Linked DNA regions of Zea mays: region 2 is linked to region 1. Evidence: chromatin contacts called from public Hi-C data. All regions are on one chromosome and are shown on one strand. The core of a region is the stretch at or near the end of the contact, and the rest is flanking DNA. Distances in the headings are between cores, read along the strand shown. Region 1 has its middle 18 kb from the start of LOC100286003. Region 2 holds the start of LOC100284803 (40S ribosomal protein S29).

Evidence for each region. A called contact is a pair of places that touch in the nucleus more often than the background predicts.
Region 2: a Hi-C map of leaf shows a contact between it and region 1, with 3 times the contacts expected there. The contact joins the promoter of LOC100284803 here to the enhancer-like site in region 1. A contact is called at or near these places in 4 of 25 Hi-C or Micro-C datasets (ear, endosperm, leaf and 1 more).

What each region holds. Positions count from the first base shown.
Region 1 is chr3:135,906,122-135,909,836 of Zm-B73-REFERENCE-NAM-5.0, reverse strand. It overlaps the pseudogene LOC103652201. Among protein-coding and RNA genes, the nearest start is that of LOC100286003, 18 kb to the right of the region's middle. Within about 2 kb of position 1,781, at least 17 of the 20 cell types and tissues checked have an H3K27ac peak or open chromatin away from gene starts, as enhancers often do. A contact at or near this core is called in ear, endosperm, leaf and 1 more, where this site is marked.
Region 2 is chr3:136,329,930-136,333,644 of Zm-B73-REFERENCE-NAM-5.0, reverse strand. It overlaps LOC100284803 (40S ribosomal protein S29), which reads left to right and starts at 1,958. Exons shown (of 3, transcript NM_001157698.3): 1 at 1,958-2,082; 2 at 2,413-2,512; 3 at 2,998-3,191. The coding sequence starts at 2,021. The coding sequence ends at 3,006. It overlaps LOC103650593, which reads left to right. Exons shown (of 4, transcript XM_008676161.2): 4 at 1-177.

The DNA of each region.
Region 1 (3,715 bases), core at 532-3,031:
CTAAACTAGGCCACAATTAAATCCCTATAGTAAAACCTATCCAATTAAACAATCTAGAATGTGCAAATTAGGTTTTGTCTAAGTGTTGCTATCTCTACCGCAAATCCTAAGTTTCAATCCTAAATAATCTAACTAGAAAAGCGAGATTGAAACTTAAATACTTAATATAAATGCGGAAGGTAAAGAGTAAGGTAGAGATGTAAACTCTCGTGGATGACGCCGATATTTTTACCGAGGAATCTGGAACCACGCAAGGTTCCGACTAATCCTCGTTGGTGCCCTTATGCAAAGGGTAGCCCATGCAAGGGCCAAGCACCTCGGTCAAGTAACTCCATAGAGAGCCACGGGCCTTCTCCATGTGCAAGTGGTGCTCCGCTTCTGGTTCCTCTCGGACGCTCCCCACCGTCTCCACTATCGAACTTCCGGCCGAAACGTAGCGGGCCTCGTTTCCATCGGTACATGGTGGCGGCCATGACATAAACTCGGTTGTCACTGTCTCGCAAGACTCTCACCACACTCAATACAATTACAATGACTTGCGCAAGAGCCGAGGGGTTGTATGGTTTTTCTAAACTCACTCAACTAACTAGGATTCACCTAGAGCAAGCGCATAAGCGGTCTAACTAACATAAGCACTTCGCAAAGCACCTACGCTAATCACCGAGTGATTCTATTAAGCACTTGGGTGTATAAGCACTTAGAAATGTCTACAATATGTCTTGGTATGTTGCTTGAGCTCCCACACCTCCAAATGACCGGTTATGTGAAGTATATATAGGCCTCAACTCAATACAATTCACCTACGCCTGCTTGGGCCGCATCCGCTCACAAGCCCAACTTTAAAATTTGTGCCAATATGTGGGGTACCAACGTCAGTCCCTACCGCCGCGCATGTCGCTCGCCTCTGCCTCTGCCGCGTGGGCCTCGCCAAACTAAACACGTCTCACACATGAGCTAGGTCTCTACTGTGTGGGGTCAGGCGATGAGACACGTCTTCTCCACAGTGAACTCACTGTGATCGTAACCAATCGCCAAATCTCCAGCTAGGAAATCATCCAATCGACTCAGACCTATCCACTAACTTTGCGTAGGGTATAAATATGTGCCTATCCAGCTAGGAAATCGTCCAATCGAATCAGACCTATCCACCTACTTTGCGTAGGGTATAAATATGTGCCTATCTCGCATCACTGGCCATTCATGCGAGTTCTGGCATAGTTCCGAGAGTGTGCGACGGAACAGAGAGAGTCGAAGGGAGCCACCAAACAACGCTATTGGTCACGCACCACCGCTCAGCCATTGGCGAATGATCAGGGAGCTTTACCAAGGTGCAGGGAAGGTCTACGTGGGCTTCTCTCGCAGGATTAGCGGCTCGGGTGCCCGGGGTTTCTCGTCGTAGATTTTCCACCACCGCGAAATGCACGGACATCGTGGATAGCATCTTCTACCTCCCAATCCTAGATGAGGATGCTCTCATTCAATTCATGGTCACCCCTAGCGTTATATAGCTTGTGTCAGCGCTCATTGTGGGTGCTCGAGCTTGGGTTGGCCGGCAAGGGCGCAGCCTTGGGGCTAGGCGCCGCCACCTATTACCGTCATGGAGGGAGATGAAGTCAAGTCATTGATCCCTGGACATACGACTGCGATTAAAAGATGAACACCGCTTCGTGGTTCTTTATCCCGATCGTCGATTGGAGGATGGATGGAGGAGATAAGATCTATCTTAAATAAAATCTCGGCCGAAGATCTTTAAACCGACAGCTCGGATCTTATACCAATTCATTATGTGGTGGATTTAATCTAGACCGCCCAGATTAAATCGTGTGGCTCACACGCACCGATACCCCATCGGTTGGCATTTTTGCTAAAGAGACCCTGGTTTTTTGCCTATTTCGCCCATAGTCCCTCTCTATGGTAAAACATTTGTCGACGAGTCCTGTTTTTAACAGAATTCACCCCAAACTCTTATGGAATATAACTCGTTGTCCCTAGTCGAAGAAAATAAAAAAATGAATTTGAAAAACAGAACAATCCTCTAAAAATTAATTATTAGTATAGATTAAAATCCAATAACTTAGATAATTCATATCTCTCACGTATTAACTCTGATTTCAGTGGTTCTCGAACCTACGAATTCCTTGAGATGCGTAGAATAATATTATGCATTGTATTCTCTTGTTTGGTGTGATGTTAATTTTTTCTATAAAATGTGTGTTTGTATTGCGGCGAGTAAACGAGCAAGTGAGCAAGGAACCTGGAGCACCGCAAGTTGAAGATTCTGAGCATGAGCTCTGAGAACGCAAGTTGTGTTCTTGATCATTTTCTGATCTAGGAATGTTTATGTTTCTGATAATCACCATGACATGTTTAGGTTAAATTGATGGGACCTAATAGGTTACCTAGTTTTGTTTACCCTACACCTTGCATACAAAATAATTATTGAATAGTCTTGCTATTTCTCTACCTGATTTTGGGATTAATGCAATATATGAAATATGATCATGCTTTATTATTACTATCAATGGATTCTTTATTGTTCATGATAAGATTATTTTGTTAATTGGAACATGGAGAACCATCCGAGAAAACAGTGCTACCACAAGGGTGAAATGGGGCGCCCTTGGCCAATTAATTAGGAAAGCTAGTATGAGTTAATTCTTTCCCGAAAGGGGTAAGGGAGGTGTTAGAAGCTGTCGGTATAGGGCGGTTCTCAGGTCGATATGTCTGTCATAGCTTTTTGGACGAGGGGTTCCTATATCGCCCCTCCTGACTAAAACTGAAGCGGGTTTTCTTATGCTAGTGGAACTTTGTAAGGCCTCGTAGTGTACCCTCGCCAACTCACCTTGGAAGTGTCTAAGGGTTCATACAACCCCGAGCAAAAAGGGTACACGACTTGTGGGTAAAGATGTCCAACCTCTGCAGAGTATAAAACTGGTATATCAGTCGTGCTCATGGTCAAGAGTTGTTCGGACCCTCGTATGAGTAAATTATGGAATTAAACCTTAACCTGTCATGCAGTGCATTGTGGGAAGTATCATTATCTCTACTATCTATTAAGGCAATAGTGTAGACCATCTTCGTGCCCCCGCCTCCCCTCTCCGCGTGTGCCCCCGCCTCCGCGAAACCTATGCGGCATCCACACCGACTCCGCTCCGGGGATGCTCAGCTGGGCTACCGCTTCGAGCTGGTGCCCGACCACAACAGCAACATCGCGGGCTCGGGCGTGTGCGTGGCCGAGTCCGGCGTCCCAGCGGCCTGAGGCGGTCGGTTCGCCATCGACCTGACCACAGCCGGATCCCCCAGGCGGGGCAGCGGCGAGTTGGGCCACGCGCTATGGCCCTGGGCGGCTTCGTGATGTCGACCATCGTGCAGGGGGAGGGCGCGGCAGGCCCTCCGTGGAGATCGGCGTGGCGCACGTCGGGTGCGCCGAGGACGTCGTCGCGTTCGTCGCTTTGGCGGACGACTGCCCATGTCCGGATCTACGTTAGCCCTAGCTCGCGAGGTCGACGCTGATGGATCCAAGGACACCAGCGCCGCCCCTCTCCAAGCTCCCCTAATGGCCGTCGCGGGCGAGTTCCCCTGGGCAGTCGTCTGCCCCTCTCCCACCGCATCCGAGCTCCGACAAGCGCAGAACTGGCAAGGCGTGGTCGGTGGCACCACAATGGACGTGGGTAGCCAGCGTCCGGCCAAGCTCCATCCAGATCTGATCATAGGC
Region 2 (3,715 bases), core at 709-3,208, 420 kb before region 1:
GTAAAAATAATTTACTTTCTTGCCTTTGAATGATTCCGGTTCTATTGTACAAGGACCTGCAAGTGTTTTTTCCTTCGGATTGCTGAGTACTCGAGCTATTGCAGCAATGATTTTCAGTAACCAAGAGTTTGGCTGTCTTTTCTTTTGTGCATCTGTCCAATAAATGCTGACTACAAATTATTTTGGATACCGTATAAATGTAATCCTACTCATAGCCAGGAGACAGAAATATTCGGTGCTTTTGAACTCTTCCCCAGTGGTTATGGATAGTACCCTTTTCGTTTGAGGCTTTTTGCTGTTGATGTTATGGATAGTACCCTTTATGTTGGTCTCTTGTTCTAATCTATTGTCTGTGTGCATATTATTATTTGTACAGTCAAATGTAGCTTGCACCAACAGATCAGTAGTACTCCCAATTTGTTCTAAAATAAGTACATATTTTAGAGTTAGACTATTTAACTTCAGTTATCTTTTTTCTACATCCTCTTCTCGTAAAGGCAATGATTATTAGTATATATCTAATCTTTTACAGTACGAAATGTATTTGATTTGCAACGGAAGGAGTAGTAGTTACCGATCAATGGAAACTCACTTCAGTCTCTGGCCAAGAGCGGAGTCGTCGCCGGTAGAAATGTTCGTGTCGACTGACCGGAACTGCTTGTACCGGCGAATGTCCCGCCACCCGAATTCTGGGACACCGTAGGGGTCTGCTGAGCTTCTTCCGCAGGAGTCGGAGACCGACGACGGCGACACTCTGCATCTCATCTCACCGTAACAGCAGACTGAAAAACAATAATTTGGTCCAAGGCACAATCTCAGCCCCAATAGCACCTCGCCAGCTTGCCTCACGCACACGCTTGCACAACACCGCCCAAGCTCGGACGTGTCTTCTGGTCGGTCGGCAGATGCCACACCCAGAACTCGTCCTTGGTGCCGGCGCTGGGGTGCTTCCTAGGGCTCGCCTTGGGCGACATGGACCTGCGCCGGTGGCCGAGGACGTCCTTCCTTGGGGCCCGCTCCTTCTTCTCCTCCACGACGGCCGCTACGAATAACACGACGGGGCCGGCGTGGCCCAGGGGTGCCACAGGCACGTCGTCGTCAAGGTCGAGCAGGGGCTCCAGCGCCTGGACGACGGTGGACATGTCCAGCCGGTTCTTGGGGCTGCCGCTGAGGCACCGGTACGCGACCAGCGCTGCGCTCTGGGCCGCCCGCGCCGAGTACTGGCCCTTAACGCGAGCAGAATCCGGGGCGGGGCCAGATCCGTGGATGGCAAGGGAGATGCGGGGCGAGGAGGTCTGCCCCAAATATTTGGATGGAAACTTCTCCCCCATATAGAGGACGAGTGCGGTGGGGGCGAGGTCCGCGGGTGGAGGACCTTTCCATGGAGACCGAGCGGGGAGCGTGGACGCGGACGCGGATCCGAGGTGGAGGATGGCTGGGACGCGGATCTGGGGCGAAGGTGGAGGACCCTTCCATGGAGACCGAGCAGGGTTTAGGGATGACGTGAGCATCACGGACGCCTTCCATGGAGAGTGTGGATGTGGACGCGGATCCGGGGCGGAAGATGGCAGGGACGCGGATTTGGGGCGAACGCCCTTGCCGAGGGCGTGGGGGACCGCGGCGTGCGTTACGGGGACTGGGCGGGCATCGCGAGGACGGGTGCGGGAGCGGAGCCACGAAGCGGTGGTGGACGCTTACTTTGCTCTTTTATAGAGTAGTAAAGATATGCTTTTGCGAGCCGTGCCTTTATGGACCGTGCTATGTGCCGTGACGTGCCAGACCAGCCCAAATGTACAGATATAGAGAGAGTTGGACTGAACCACAAAGAAACTGGACCAGGAGCTTCATTTCGGCCCAATAATAGGACTATGGAACCACGGATTGCTCGGCCCAATCGGACAAGCTCCTGCGTTAGGGTTTAGCTCGCGGCGTCTGCTATATAAACTTCCGCTTCTCCAAACGGCACCGCCACTCTCCATCTATTCCTCACGAGCGATTGCGGCGGCGGAAGTAAGAGGCGATGGGGCACTCCAACGTGTGGAACTCGCACCCCAAGAACTACGGGCCCGGATCCCGCGTCTGGTACGTGCGTTCCCTTTTGCCATGGTGCGTAGCGTTAGGGGTTTGATTGGGTTTCTCTCCCGCATGATAGCTTTGAACGAATCCAAGTTGTAGGGTTAGTATTCTTTTCGCTCGGTTGGGATTTAGGTTCCTCCGTCGATAGGGTTTTTGCAGCTGCTGTCGTCGCTAGGATCGATGGTGTTCGAGCTTGTGTATCGATTGGACTATTGTGGATTAGTACATCCAGTGGAATTATGAACTTGTCTGTATTCATGTTGTTATGGAGTATGACACAAGTATTTTGTGGTGTTGTTTTGGTAAGTGTGCTGATGTACTTGTTCGCTTTTGCAGCCGGGTCTGTGCGAACCCTCATGGACTGATCAGGAAGTACGGGCTGATGTGCTGCAGGCAGTGCTTCCGCAGCAACGCCAAGGACATTGGCTTCATCAAGGTATACAATATAAGCTTCAAACAGCTGCGTGATTGATGCTTACCATGGTATTTATACTGAATATACTGGAACAGGTGCCGCCAAAACAATACACTATACTGATTTCAGTGCTCCATGGTTCTATGGTGCATAGTGTCTGATACTAATCTATATAGTTGATAGTTCTATTATATTTTTTTGAGTTAGTTACTGCCAGCTCGATGAGGACATTTTGCACTCTGGTATTTCTATTTATTTAGACAGTTTTCTTTGACGATATGTTACTTTCTTGCAAGCGCATCCATTGTATTTTGTTGAAATTTGACCTATACTGCTGCTATTCTTTTTTTAATTAAAGAATGAATTGTGGTTATATGTTTTCTTGTTATGATGCTTAAAATGCTGACAATTATTTGGTTGCCAATGGCAATGTTTTGAAATTTCTCCAGTTAGGTTGGACTTGCTATCACTGATTAACTAATGCATTGTCTATGTTTTTGTTGCAGTACCGCTGAAGTCAGCTGGGCGGGCTATCTGAATGCCATCTCTTGGACAGTGTAGTAGAGGCGATGCCACAATTTTAATTACTGTCATTTAGATGTTCCCTTCAGAACTCTGCTATTTAAGTCCGCCATGTTTGTGATGGAGAACTGAAGCTTTGTTTGTTATACTGATTATGAGTTACCTGTGCTTTGCCTAAGCTTTCTTGTCTTCTACTCTCATATTTGGATGGCTAAGGTGTCATAATAGTTGTACGTGGATTAGATGCCTTCATTTTAGAAGGCTGCAGTCATTGTTCGTATTAACTCGCAGCAATAGTATAATTCGGACGGATTAGACTGATTAGTAGTTTGCTGCAGCATCATGCATAGCAGAGTCTGGGCTCTGAACTGCAGAGCTCGCTTCCGTTGTGAAAACAGCGTACCACCAAGGCAGCAACTGTGGTGTCAAGATTCATCCAGCACACAGAATTGCTAATATTTTATTTTTTCCCATGAGCATCTTAGACAAACATAATCTAAACTTGATTTTCTTATTGCTAGTTTTTTATGTTTTGCTACGGTTTTTATATTTATATAACACGTAGATAAACATTGTTTAAATACCTCACGTTCCAATTCATAATATGTATGATTTTTTATACCAAGTTTGACCGGCTTGTTTTATTTTAAAAATTTATAATGATTATTAATTTTTCTATGATATTATTTAACATATAATATA